2 separate regions of the Rattus norvegicus genome follow, and region 2 is linked to region 1. A link is a contact called in public Hi-C data. All regions are on one chromosome and are shown on one strand. Each heading gives the region's core, a stretch centred on a gene start, on an enhancer-like site or on the middle of the called end of the contact. The rest is flanking DNA. Distances are from core to core; before and after follow the strand shown. Region 1 holds the start of Lrig2 (leucine-rich repeats and immunoglobulin-like domains 2). Region 2 holds the start of Ppm1j (protein phosphatase, Mg2+/Mn2+ dependent, 1J).

The links. A called contact is a pair of places that touch in the nucleus more often than the background predicts.
Region 2: a Hi-C map of Schwann cells shows a contact between it and region 1, with 5 times the contacts expected there. The contact joins the promoter of Ppm1j here to the promoter of Lrig2 in region 1. A contact is called at or near these places in 2 of 12 Hi-C or Micro-C datasets (the Rat2 cell line and Schwann cells).

Annotation. Positions count from the first base shown.
Region 1 is chr2:194,698,420-194,705,442 of GRCr8, forward strand. Lrig2 (leucine-rich repeats and immunoglobulin-like domains 2) reads right to left here and starts at 2,521. Exons shown (of 18, transcript NM_001107710.1): 1 at 2,081-2,521. The coding sequence starts at 2,316.
Region 2 is chr2:194,963,015-194,970,037 of GRCr8, forward strand. It overlaps Ppm1j (protein phosphatase, Mg2+/Mn2+ dependent, 1J), which reads left to right and starts at 4,200. Exons shown (of 10, transcript NM_001005540.1): 1 at 4,200-4,526; 2 at 5,686-5,800; 3 at 6,220-6,504; 4 at 6,739-6,851. The coding sequence starts at 4,204. Tafa3 (TAFA chemokine like family member 3) reads right to left here and starts at 5,754. Exons shown (of 7, transcript XM_063282743.1): 1 at 4,707-5,754.

The sequences.
Region 1 (7,023 bases), core at 1,271-3,770:
CACGGCTGCATTCCACCTGTGGTTTGAAATTTTTAGTGAAGCTATGTTCAAAATAATTGACTATTAGAGAATTGTTCTCCAAGGCATTTCACTTCAACTAAAAATGTCAATTTCATTTTAACTTTAATTTTCTGAATGCAAGCTGGGAATTGTGGGCAGCAGCAGTCAGTAAGCTGAGGCAGGAGGATAGACAGTTGGAGGTCATCCTGAGCTACCTGACATTTACCTCCTCTCAAAACCCAAAAGGGAAAAGACATAAAATAAAATAAAATGAACCAAACCAAACCAATCCAAACCAGCTAGGGCTGGAGAGATGGCTCAGTGGTTAAGAGCACTGACTGCTCTTCCAGAGGTCCTGAGTTCAAATCCCAGCAACCACATGGTGGCTCACAACCATCTGTAATAAGATCCAATGCCCCTTCTGGTGTGTCTGAAGACAGCTACAGTGTATTTATGTATAATAAATAAATCTTTTAAAAAAATAAAAATGGGTTGGGGATTTAGCTCAGTGATAGAGCACTTGCCTAGCAAACGCAAGGCCCTGGGTTCAGTCCCCAGCTCCGAAAAATAGAAAAAATAAAAAAATAAAAATAAAAAATAAAAAAAATTAAATAAAACCAGCTAAATGTCAGCTTCTGGCAATTTGCATCTGTGGTAACATTACTTCAATTATTATATACTTACTAATGATATTTTATTATTCTTTTTCAGCACTAATGTTCAAACCCAGAGCTTCATGCATACTAAACAAGCACACTCAGCAAGTCTCAATGAAGGATCTTCAAATGCAGGCCATGTTTATTTCAATTAGTTACATTAAGTCATACTGTGTTTAAACCTCTGTCAGATTCAGTCTATCATAATCAAGTAGCCGTCTCAACAATTTCTTCAAAAAAGGCACCTACTGTGTAGAGAAGATGCTGTGCTAGATTTAATTCAGACTATGCTACATGATAATACCAAAGTCTGAGTCAAACTAGAATAAACTACAGATATAATCACCATAAAATGACAGAAGCTGTATTACTATACTGCAATTCTATATTAACTGTAGCAGTTGCTAATTTCTCAATGAATATACAAGTTAGCTTCTTTCCTATCTATGCTAACCTATAAATACGTTCTGCAAATGTACACTTAACCTCTGCAATACAGATGTTCTATCTGTATTCTATTTTCCAATGAGACCCTAACTAGTCTTGGTATTTAATTATATCACAAAACTATTTTTAGTGATAACTCTTTTTCAGAGGTAACTATAGAAGTCAATTAATAAGCATGTTGACCAGTTAGTGGCAGAGACATAACTGTATGTTGGTGGCTAAGAAGTCTCATAATTGCAGTATTTAATACCTACTGTTGTATTTAATACCTACTGACTCAGACCAGACCAGCCAGTGAGCTCTCCAAGTGCCACTAGCTAATACGAGTTTGTCAGGCTTTAAAGTCAGTGCTAGAGACTCCAGAATCCACTCAACCACTGCACTGGGCTCTCATACATAAACAAAGAGATCTGATATGAAGGTTCTTTGACTCAAAGCAACATAGTATAAACAATTTCATCCTCATTTGGAAGGAAAAAAATCTTTGCCTTCTTTAAACTGATTATTAAAGAATACTGTTCTTACAAAATTATTAGGGATCAGCAATGATCTTCCTTATGCATGCTGAGGTTTTCAACTCTATCAGGAACTCAAATATCAAAACTGAAACATACAATAAGCCGATGGGAGAACTGGGGACAAAAAGAGCTCCTGTATCTTTGGGAGAGATCGTGTTTGCATCACGTGCCCAAGGACCAGTCAAGCTGGAATAAAAAAATGATGCAGCCCAAAGAGGGCTTCGCACTTGGTTAGACCCGACCCACAGCCATCCAGAGTCTCAGCTGTGCTGCTCAGGACCCGTGAGTCCAACATTAAACACCTCCAGCCCAGAACGTCACAGATACCCTAGGTCTCCAGATCTTAACCCCGATCTTCCCACGAGTACTGGGAAACCCTAACATTCAAAGTTCACAATCTCAATAGAGCAGCTCCCTTCCGAATTCGCTGGCGACCGCGCCCTCGGGCCCTCTACTCACAGGCTGGAGATGTCAGGGGACAGCGGGCCGGACAGTGCCCTCCAGCTGAGCGCCGGCAGCTTCCTGCGACTGCAGTCCAGCAAAGGAAGGCGGCAGGAGCAGGGCGCTGGGCACAGGCCGGCTCCGGCAGCCGGCAGCAGCAGCAGCGCCTGCGCAAGCATGAGCAGCGGTGCAAGGGGTCCCAACCTACAGCCCAGGCGCCGCTGCTCCCAGACGCCGCGGGGCGCGGCCGCCATCTTCCCCCGGCCGGGACCCGCTCGAGGACAGCAGCTAGCACAGAGAGTCGGCTGAGGAGAGATGCTCGGAGGCTGGACCGCCACCCAGAGCCCTGGCCGTCACCTGTCCCTTAGAGCAGGCGAGAGGAGGAAACGACGTGACCACAAGGGAGGGGGCGGCGGTCGGGGGCGTAGAGCTGAAACACTGACAGACACCGCTCGTCCGCTCCGCCCCGCGACGCAACGTCCTCACGCTCAGAAGCCAGCCAATCGGAGCCCCAGGATGAGGTTGCGTCGGAAATTGGGTTCTGAGAGGGGCGAAGCCTAAGATGACCCCGCCTCCTAAGAGGCGAGCATTAAAGTGGCCCTTTCCCCCTTTCCGAGCTGCTTCTGCAGTTCTGCAGCTGTTCCTCCGCTTGTGGGCGCACTAGGTCCTTCAAATAGAACGGCCAAGCAAAACCCCGAGCGCCAAATCCTCACTGCGGTTGATCTGCTGTAGTGGTGGAAAAGGACCTATTCCTTGGGCTTCGGTAGAAGGGAATGGCAGAAGGACTGCATTCCAAGCTGCAGCCGCAGATAAGTGCGGGATCCAAGCCTAACGACCACATCAACCTCCGGATCCCAACCAGGGCGGCCTCTGCGGCACGTACCGCCTGCCCTGAAAAATTGTGGCAGCTTGTACTCCCGGAGCATGGCACGCTGTCACTGTGAAAGGACTTCAAGTTCCCACTAGCAGAGGCGCTGTTTCGTCATCAGTACACTTCCAGCTTCTACTGTAGCCTGGAGTTCAATAATTGTCTCTAAGGAAAATTCTTTCCTCAGTTTGGGAAAATATTGTTTCATCGTCAGAAAAACAAGTGGGACAAATAGATAAAGGGTTAGTTTGGGGATGTGGGTTTTCTGGTTTCTGTTCGTGGTTTTTGCGCAATCAACAAAGTGAAGGCTGGAAGGAAATTATCCTAAAGTAAAGACTTACTGGGAACTACGGAAACTAGCTACCTTGTGCTCTCCCCGCCGTGGGTTACCTACAAAGTGAGAAAGACTGAAAATATCAGTAATGGTTCACTGACCTGTAATGTGTTTGTACTTTTCAAAGACTTTGCAGGCCAGGTACAAACCAGCATGTCTGCAATTCCAGCTCTCCTTGGGAGTTTGAGGCAGGAAAACCCAAGTCCCAGTTCAACCTCATCTGCATAGTTAAATTTTGTATCAAAGAAGAGTAGGAGAAAAGAAAAACAGGGTGGGTAGGATGCTTCAGCATTAATAGCCTTGCCACCAAGTTTATCAACCTGAGTTGGATCCACAGACCCCACCTAGTGGAATGAGACAACTAACTCCTGCAAGTCCCTATCCTCTGATCTCCATGTGGCACTTACACATGCACGCACGAGTGCGCACGCACACGCCATTTCCATCCAGGCCATGCCTTTGGGTTAAAATTACTTTTCTGATTGTCCTCATGTGCTTGTCTACTGCATAGGACTTTTAGAAAACTGTCTCCTTCTGCCTCTTCTCCTTTCTCCCAGTAAACATGGGAGAAACATGAAAATAAACAGCAACTACAATTTATTATCATTGAAGAAAAATGTGAAGTCAGAAAAATGATAGAGATGTTGGATTAAATCAAAAATTTACACTTTGGGGACGGAAGGGATGGCTCAACTGTTAAATAAGCACATAATGCTCTTGCAGAGGACCAGGTTTCAGTTCCCAGCACACACACTGGACAGTAGGAAACGAACTCTGAGGATTCCGATGCCCTCTTCCGATCTCTGAGGACTTTCTGGAAGAAGAACAAAAACTAAACCATCTCTCCAGCCCCTGATTATTTTTTTTAATCAATGTGTGTGAGTGTTTTGCTAGCATGTATTTATTACCTGTGTACCACATGCATTCAGTGCCTGAGGAGGCCAGAAGAAGGCAAGGGATTCACTGATACTACAGTCACAGAAGGTTGTGGGTGCTAGAGATCAAACCTGGGTTTCTGCGGGTGCAGCCAGTGCTCTAACTGCCTAGCCATATCTCTACCTGGCCCAACTCCAGTTACATTTTTATAGCATAGGGGTCTTACTCTGCAGTCCAAGGTGTCCTTGAACTCAAGAGCATTCAGCCTCAGCAACCTAAGTGCTTGGGTTATAGGGGTACACCACCATGCCTGGCAAATTTACTTTAATATAGCTAAATTTCTCATTCTTTTATGATTAATAACTTTTTTACATCTTAAAGCATCCATTTCTACTCCAAAGTGAAAAAAAAAGTCTCTGATAATTCTCTTCCAAAACCTCTATATATTTGCATATATTTTTGGTCTGGAATTGATTTAAAATCTAAAATGTATTTATTTTTATGTATGTAGATGTTTTGTCTGCATATATGACTACTTACCATGTGCATGCAGTGCCCAAAGTAGCCAGAAGAGGGAGTTGGATTTCCTGGAATAAAGTCACAAACCGTTCTTTGTAAACCCTCTGGGTGCTGGGAATTGAACCTGGATCCTCTGGAAGAGCACCCAGTGCTCTTAACCGATAAGCCATCTCTCCAACCACTGACTAGTATATGTGTGTATATGATCTGTGGTGTGTGTGTGTGTGTGTGTGTGTGTGTGTGTGTGTGTGTGTGTGTGTGTATGATCTGTGGTGCTGTGTGTATATGCCATGATTCTAGCATACTTTTCAAGTAAGTCTCTCCCTTCCTCTTTTTGTGGGTCCTAGGGACTGAATGCAGGTCATCAGCTTTGGACAACAATGCCTTTATCTCATGAACAATCTCCCTGGCCCCTGTATTGACTTTTGCATGCGATTAAGATAAGATCCAGGTATCCCATGTCTTTGGTCCCAGCACTAGGGAGGCAAAGACAAGCTGATCTTGAGTTCTAGGCCAGCTTGGTCTGTGGAGTGAGTTCCAGGACAACCAGGGATACACAGAGAAACCCTGACTGGAAAGAAAGAGGGGGGTGGGGGAGAAAGGGGATCCAAATTCTTTTTTTTCTCTCATGTGATAATCCAGTGAGTTTAGCTTCATTCAGGGAAAGCATGGCGCTTTCACTGCTAGTCTGAAGTGCTATGTCATGAATCAGAAATCTTATTAAACATCTGCTATGTATCAAAAATCAAATGAACTTTCCATAGGGAAGTACTATATTTTTAAATTATAGTAGCCTTCAAATATATCTTGATAGCTGGCCCAGCGAGTACTTCTACATTTTTCACCCCAAATGTATCTTGGATGTTATTTTCACCTTGCAGTACCATACGGATTGGGTATTTTCTTAGGATTGCACTAAATCTAAAAAAATCAACCCAAGAGAACCTGACATCTTTATAGAAATGAGTCTTTCAGTCTGAAAGCACAATATACTTTTCCCTGTCCAGCTGTTTTGTTTCTTTTTAAGATGTATTTATTTTATATTTGTGAGTACACTGTCACTCTCTTCAGACACACAGAGGGCATCGGATCCCCATTACAGATGGTTATGAGCCACCATGTGGTTGCTGGGAATTGAACTCAGGACCTCTGGAAGAGCAGTCAGTGCTCTTAATGGCTGAGCCATCGCTCCAGCCCCTTGTTTTTGTTTTTCATTACATTTATTGTTTGTGAAAATCTTTGGACAACTTGTAGGAATTGATTCTCTTTTTCCACCACGTAGGTTCTGGTGTTTTCATATTGAATTCCAGGCCAACCAGAGCTACATAATTAGACCCTGGGGTTTTTTTTAAATAATAATAATAAGTAAATAAAAACAAAACAAGTGAGCATAGTAACACATACCTAAAATCCCAGCGGGGAAGCAGAAATTCAAGGTCAGCCTTTAATACATAGCCAGGTTGAGTCCAATTCCCATGCTGCAGGAGAGCATGCAGACAACAAAAACAAACCCCTGGGCTTGGTGGTACACATTTATAATCCCTGAACTCAGGAGGCCTCAGCAGTAGAATCGTTGCAGGCTGGAAGCCAGCCTCAGCTAGACAGTGAGTTCCAGGCCAGCCTTAGTAATTAACACATAAGGAGAACTTGTCTCAGTAAACGACAATCAAAAACTGAAAAACGAAACAGAACTCAGGCCTAGTGGCTCTGTCCCAGCTGGTGTAATCCCAGCACTCAGGAGTCTGGGACAAAAGAACCATAAGTTCAAAGCCAACCTGGGCATTACCTGGGCTTTTATTTCTGACTCAAAATAAAAAATAAAAGTGGGCTGAGTATGTAACTCAGTGCTAAGAAGTTACTCCTTGCCTAAAATGTACAAGGTCTTAGGTCCAATCACCAATACTATAAAAGTAAAAAAACAAAAAAACAAAAAAAAAAAAACAAAGGACTTATCCTTCTAGAAAATAAGACTCATAACAGGTCTTAGCTAGTAAGAAAGAAAGGAAGAAGTATGTGGGTAAGCAAATAGACAAGGGTACAGAATTAAAATCAAATAGGAGTACAGAATTAGAGTCTGTATAAAGGCAGTACAGGAAATGTATTGCCAAAAGTCACATGACCAACCAACAGATCAGACATCACACACCGTAAGGGCCGGAGTGTAGTTCAGTAGTAAAACAGTTGTTTAGCATACTTGAGGCTCTGGTATGTATGCATGCGTGTGTATGTACATACTGGAACTACACACACACACACACACACACACACACACACACACACACACACATATGAGAATTTCCTTGCGTGTAGGTAGAGAAGGTGGAACAATGACTACTTCCTGTCCCTGAGAGCCACTCTCCCATT
Region 2 (7,023 bases), core at 2,950-5,449, 270 kb after region 1:
CTGAGCTAAATCGCCAACCCCAGGCAGACTATATCTTAAAAGGAAAGAAAGAGGAAAGGAGGTGGTGTGTGTGTGTGTGTGTGTGTGTGTGTGTGTGCGCGCGCGTGTGTGTGTCTGTGTGTGAGTGTGTGTGTGTGTGTGTCTGTGTGTGTGTGTCTATGTGTGGGTGTGTGTGTGTCTGTGTGTGTGTGTATCCAGTTCTTTGTTAGTACAGTCAATTGTTATTTAAGGTGCTTCCCAGGCACCGGAAGTGACCAGTGTATTGGGAGATTCTCAAGTTGCACAGTTTTTTGTTTTGTTTTCACCACAGTGGCTCCAAATTGACACCCAGGAGGACTGACACCCAGGAGGACTGACACCCAGGAGGGCTGACACCCAGGAGGGCTGACACCCAGGAGGGCTGACACCCAGGAGGACTGACACCCAGGAGGGCTGACACCCAGGAGGGCTGACACCCAGGAGGGCTGACACCCAGGAGGACTGACACCCAGGAGGGCTGACACCCAGGAGGGCTGACACCCAGGAGGGCTGACACCCAGGAGGACTGACACCCAGGAGGGCTGACACCCAGGAGGACTGACACCGACACCCAGGAGGGCTGACACCCAGGAGGACTGACACCCAGGAGGACTGACACCCAGGAGGGCTGACACCCAGGAGGGCTGACACCCAGGAGGGCTGACACCCAGGAGGACTGACACCCAGGAGGACTGACACCCAGGAGGACTGACACCCAGGAGGGCTGACACCCAGGAGGACTGACACCCAGGAGGGCTGACACCCAGGAGGGCTGACACCCAGGAGGGCTGACACCCAGGAGGGCTGACACCCAGGAGGACTGACACCCAGGAGGACTGACACCCAGGAGGGCTGACACCCAGGAGGACTGACACCCAGGAGGGCTGACACCCAGGAGGGCTGACACCCAGGAGGACTGACACCCAGGAGGGCTGACACCCAGGAGGGCTGACACCCAGGAGGACTGACACCCAGGAGGGCTGACACCCAGGAGGACTGACACCCAGGAGGGCTGACACCCAGGAGGACTGACACCCAGGAGGGCTGACACCCAGGAGGGCTGACACCCAGGAGGGCTGACACCCAGGAGGACTGACACCCAGGAGGGCTGACACCCAGGAGGACTGACACCCAGGAGGACTGACACCCAGGAGGGCTGACACCCAGGAGGACTGACACCCAGGAGGACTGACACCCAGGAGGGCTGACACCCAGGAGGGCTGACACCCAGGAGGACTGACACCCAGGAGGGTTAGTAAATACTTCCAGCATAGACATGCTGCCCTCCTACTTGGGAGGACTAAGGGCAGTACCAGGGTGGGGAACCAGGCTGGAGGGCTTCAAGAAGCTGGTGAATGGCCCAGTGGGTGATGGGTATGATTCTCAGCAATCTTGGAAACAAAATCTGGGGTTCCCAGTATCTTCATCAGGAAGAGGGTCAACAGTCCCAACTACAAAAATATGACAGGTTCGTGTTTTGGATTCACTGAACGCTTGAGGGTAGAAGTGTGTTGTGAATCTGCCTCTTCACAGGAGAGGTGTTTGCTCCTGTTAGAGTAAACAAGCTTTGGGGACTTGATAGTGTGGGAGAAACAAAGAAGGAGCCTTGTTCCGGGTCCTGAGCATATAGCCTAGGACAAGGGGTGGGGACCTTCCCTCCCTTTCTCTCTCTCCCTCTCTCTGGATCTCTCTTTCCAGGGTGCTGAGATTTGAGCTCAGGTCATCAGACAGTAAGCACTTTTGCCTACTAAACCATTCCCCCTTCCCCTTTAAGATAAAGTCTCATTATGTGGCCCTGGCTAGCCTGGAATTTACTATGTAGCTAGTACTTAGTACTAGTTACTAACTTCTGATCATCCTGTCTCTACCTCTGCCTCCTGGGATTACAGATGTATGCCACTGTGTTTATTCTGAGAATGCCCTGCTCCTTTCCCCTCCCCAACCCCTCCCTGTTCTTTGTAATGGAGGAGTGTCATTCAGCTTCCAGCCAGGGACACATCTCATAAATGTGCTTTTCTGGCCTCCTTCCCTCTTGCTCTTCCCTCTCAGCCTTAGGGAGAGGTCTTTTGACCAGGTGTGGGAATGACCGGAGAGGTCTGACGGTCTAAGAATAGGAGAGGGGTTCAAAGCATAAGAACCCTGGAGTTTGGTTATGGACAGGAGCCAGAGTGGTTCCAGAGTCCAGGGGAGCAGCTGGGATCACTGTCCATTAACTGGTACTGGAGTCCAGGGGTCACTAGATCCTAGGTTTGTGGCCCATCTTTGCAGTCACACCATGGATGCTGTGAAGAGCCCGGAAGCTGGGTGACACGGAAAGGTGATAAGTAAACTGACCCAGAAACACTGAATAATAAAACGAAAGGTTATTTTTTCCTCCGGTCTTTGGCTTCCCACTGACACTGTGTCATTTATCAGACAGTTGGCATCAATTTCTCTCAGACAGGAAGAAAACACTCATAGTGGCAGGATATATGTTCTTTGTCCCTGGCTGCCTCTACTGCTCTCTTTGAGTCTGACTTTTACCAGTCCACCCTGGTGGTTTCATTTTTCTGTCCTGAACTTCACCCGCCTCACCTCCTCCCCCATACTCAGACGACTTAGTTACAGTGAGTCTGTGTACTTTGAATGACCACTGTGGAATTTTTATTTAGAAATGGCCAAGAAAGGAGGCACAGGTTATTAACCCAGGATATAACCAGGAATCACCCAGCTGAGGGCCTTGATGTAGAGTCTCTGTTAAGAACAGGGAGTCGCTGATTCCCTCAAAGAAGGGTCTTGACTTCTGTTAAACTGTGTGTTGGAGATCGATGAGAGAGCCCAAGTATAAGCACAGAAATCTTTCTGACTCGGGACAGCAATCCTTCCCTAGAGAAGAGAGAAAAACAGCCCATCTGTGCTGGGTCCAAATAGTGGGCTTTCCTGCGACCCAGACAAGCTTTTCGCCTGGCCTTTGCCTCCCCCTGGCGGTAGCGAGAACTCGCTCAGCATCCCTTTTCTGCTTGCAACCTCAGAGGGTGGGAATTTAAGAGTCCCACTCTCTTCTGCGCCTTTTTCCTAATCCAGAGAAACCAGTATCTGTAACAGGTTCTGAAATGGATATGAATCTCCAGTGGCTGCGTGAATCTTAGGCAAGTCTAGTAAAAGAACAGGAGACGGGGTTGGGGATTTAACTCAGTGGTAGAGCGCTTACCTAGCAAGCGCAAGGCCCTGGGTTCGGTCCCCAGCTCCGGAAAAAAAAAAAAAAAAAAAAAAAAAAAAAGAACAGGAGACGGGCTGGAGAGATGGCTCAGTGGCTCTGCTCTCCCAGAGGTCCTGAGTTTAAATCCCAGCAACCACATGGTGGCTCACAACCATGTGTGATGAGATGCCCTCTTCTGGTGTGTCTAAAGACAGCTACAGTGTACTTATATATAATAAATCTAAAAAAAGAACAAAACAGGAGACTGTCTACTCCTACTTCATCTGTAAAATGGGTGTAGCTCGCCTTGCGTCGTCATTGGTGTAGTGACCTAATGACTAGAACGTGCCTTATAGAGAGTCCAGTCCTTCAGTATTTATTTATTATGTCGTTAGCTTTACTAACTTGGCCAGCAGAAGTCTAAATATGGGGGAACGGTTCAGAGAAAGTGGGATGGAAATGACAGTTCTCTGGAATGAGAAGATGATCTTTAAAGAGAATAGTGCCTTCAGGTGCCTGGTAGTCGGCTGCGGGCCTAGTTAGCACAGCGACTCCCACCAGCTCTCTCTGCTCTCGATTCTGTAGCCCTAACCCGAAGTGTTGTCACACCAAGTCCTTCACACCCAAGAGGAAGTTTTGCTCTGAAGTCATCAGTTCCATTACTCCCCATGCTGGCTGGCCCTCCCCGAACCAAGCGCGAGGAGGCTGCCTCGTCATAATGGGCAAATTCTAGCGGATTAAATCCAGCGGATGTCTAACCTACAGCACGACTTAAATGCTTCCTTTGTTCCGCTTCCTTCCTACAAAAGACCCTTTCCCTCTGACACTCTGGCGGGACAAAGCAGGGATGCGGAGAAGAGGCAAAGAGTGGGTGGGGCGGTTCCCGGGTGGCTTAGAGCCTGGGGAAGCTTGTCAAGGACCAAGAGCGAGCACCGCCCACCTGGCGCCCTAGGGGCGGGGCCTCTCCGGGGGCGGGCCCACGGCCGAGGGCGGGGCACGGAGGCAGCATGCTAAACCGGGTGCGCTCGGCCGTGGCGCACCTGGTGAGCTCCAGTGGCACTTCTTCCCAGCGCTCCAAGTCTCCAGATCTGCCCAAAGCTATCTCACCGCCTCCGGGAGCCCTAGAGACACCTAAGAGCCCCGGGACGAAGTCTGGGAACGAGATCCCCGCGCCCCAGAAGACCGCGGAGACTCCAGTGAGCTTCTCTCGACCCACCTTTCTGCAGCTGAGCCCCGGGGGCCTGCGACGCGCCGACGACCACGTAGGCCGGGCTGTGCAAAGCCCTCCGGACACCGGTCGCCGCCTGCCTTGGAGCACAGGCTATGCCGAGTGAGCGCCCCCGGGGCTCCCAGACGAGGATAGGACTTCCATTCTCCCAGGAGACTCATCCCGGCTGCTGGGATGCGTCCCCTGCCGCACGACGCTCCGGGAACCATCCCAGGAACCTGCACCCCTCCCAGCCATACCCCGGACGGGGTGCAACCTCCACAACCCTCTTCAGGACCTTACCCATCCTCCCCCTCGCCGGCTCAAGACAGTTCTCTCCCCAGGGAGGGCGCAGGGAACACCGCCGAGGATGAGTTGGCGGGTTCCCAGTCGCGGCCCGCTGTTCACAGGCTAAGGGAGGGGAAGTTTGAGAAGGTTTGCCAGGGAGATCGCGAGTGGAAAGACTCGCTCACCCGCTTCCTGGCCCCAGCGCCCCAGTTCCCTGTCCTTCTTACCGGTCCCCTCCCCCTCCATACCCAGAAATAGCCCGCGACACCAGAAGGCCTGGCTTCCCGGGCGGGGGAGGGGTCCGCCCGTAGAGCGCGACGGTTCCCTTTGGTTGTGGGTCTGTAGACAGATTGGTACTGGTAGGGCACAGCCCAAGAGGCAGCGTGCTCTCAGAACCTGTATATTTAAAAATCATCTTTGGGGAAAGCCAAGCTAAGCCACTAGGGAGGTGGGGTCACTGAGGGGTTTGTAGCTGAGAGGTTCCTGCCCAGTCCGGATGGGTCTACAGACCTTATTTGGGCCGGAGCACTTCCCCACTCTAAGAAAGACTGGAACTTTCACTAGGTCGTTTTAGGATGAGGGTGAATGTGCCCATGAAGGTGAACGTGCCCATGAATCACTGTCTGAGCTGGTTGAGATTGGAGGTGGGAATGTAGAATTTTGAGTGGCAGGGGAGTAAAACTTAATGTCCCTGTCTGGTCACACACCCTCAGCACCACCTTCCAGAAAGCCTCCTTTGCCAAGGATGGAGGAACGGAGGCAGGCAGTTACTGTTGCCGGCCTTTCTATGAGGCTGTACATTCTGCCACCAGACAGTACTTCTTGCTGGCCCTGCCTTCTCCTCTTCCCTCTGGCTTGGAGCCCAGGCAGCTGTGACCTTTTTCAGCTTGGCCAGCAAGCAGGAGAGGATGTGTGTGTGTGAGAGTCTAAGGTAGGGGTTATTCCAGGACCTAATCTGGTGTCTAACCTGGTGTGGGACACTCTGGCCTGGCAGGGTCATCAATGCTGGCAAGAGCAGGCACAATGAGGACCAGGCTTGCTGTGAGGTCGTGTATGTGGAAAGCCGGAGGAGCATTACAGGGGTCTCCAGGGAGCCTAGCCATAACCAGGTAATACTTCATTCCCTTTCCTGACCTCCAGGGATGTGGTGACACTTCTCCCCAGGGGTTTCAGGCATCTGTCCTAAATTGGAGAAGTGTAGGGGTTCTCCCTCTGCCACAGAAGCCTTAAGTGGCTTCAATTCCATTAGTTCTGGTAGGGAAGTTTACTACTCCATTATATGTGGATGCTCGTGTATTTATGGGTGGTTTAGCTGATCAGTACTGATCTTTGCATTCTTCACATTTTGAGCTTGGCTCCTCTTTCTCTTGACACAGCGAGCTGTGCATGAATAAATGAGTAAATCTAAGTTGCCTTAATATCGCACTCAGACCTCCCGTGTGATGTTTATATGGTTGTCCACAGGCTTGTTCCGCCCTGTCACCCTCCACCCTCCATCCCTATTGACTTTCAACTTTTTTTTCACCAGGGATTCAGCTTCTACTACTGGGGCCTGTTTGATGGGCACGCAGGTGGTGGAGCAGCTGAAATGGCTTCCCGGCTCCTGCATCGCCACATCCGGGAACAGCTAAAGGATCTAGTAGAAATACTTCAGGACCCCTTGCCACCCCCGCTCTGTCTCCCATCCACTCCAGGAACCCCAGGAGTCTCTAGCCCTTCACAGTTGGTTAGCCCTCAGTCCTGGTCCCCACAGAAGGAAGTGACCCATGACAGCCTGGTAGTAGGGGCCATTGAGAACGCTTTCCAGCTCATGGTGAGTGGGTGGCTTGTGCCAAAAATGTGCTAAGTAGGCACTCTGGGCACATCTTCGAGGTGGAGGTGGGTGGGTGAACCCCAGAATCCACACTGCCTTTGAGAACCTGAGCAGAACTTGGTCCTGTTACCCAATGTGGCTCTCTTCCACTCTGGTCTGAAGAGGTGCGGAGTGGGGCAGGTGACCATGACTTGCAGGTTTTTCTGTGTCCTTTGACCCTTCCTCACCTGGCAGGATGAGCAGATGGCTCGGGAGCGGCGTGGCCACCTAGTGGAAGGGGGCTGCTGTGCACTGGTTGTGGTATACCTGCTAGGCAAGATGTATGTGGCTAATGCAGGTGACAGCAGGTGAGTGGGAAGAGGGCTTTGAGAGTGGTCGTATCAGGGGTGACAGTCCCCAGGATGAGAGATGCAGGGTGAGGGGGTGGTGGGCTAAGTATTAAAGACTGGAGTGAAGAAAGAAAGGCTAAAGAAAGGCTCGGCATACCCACAAGGGACGGAGAGATGAGGACCCAGGCAA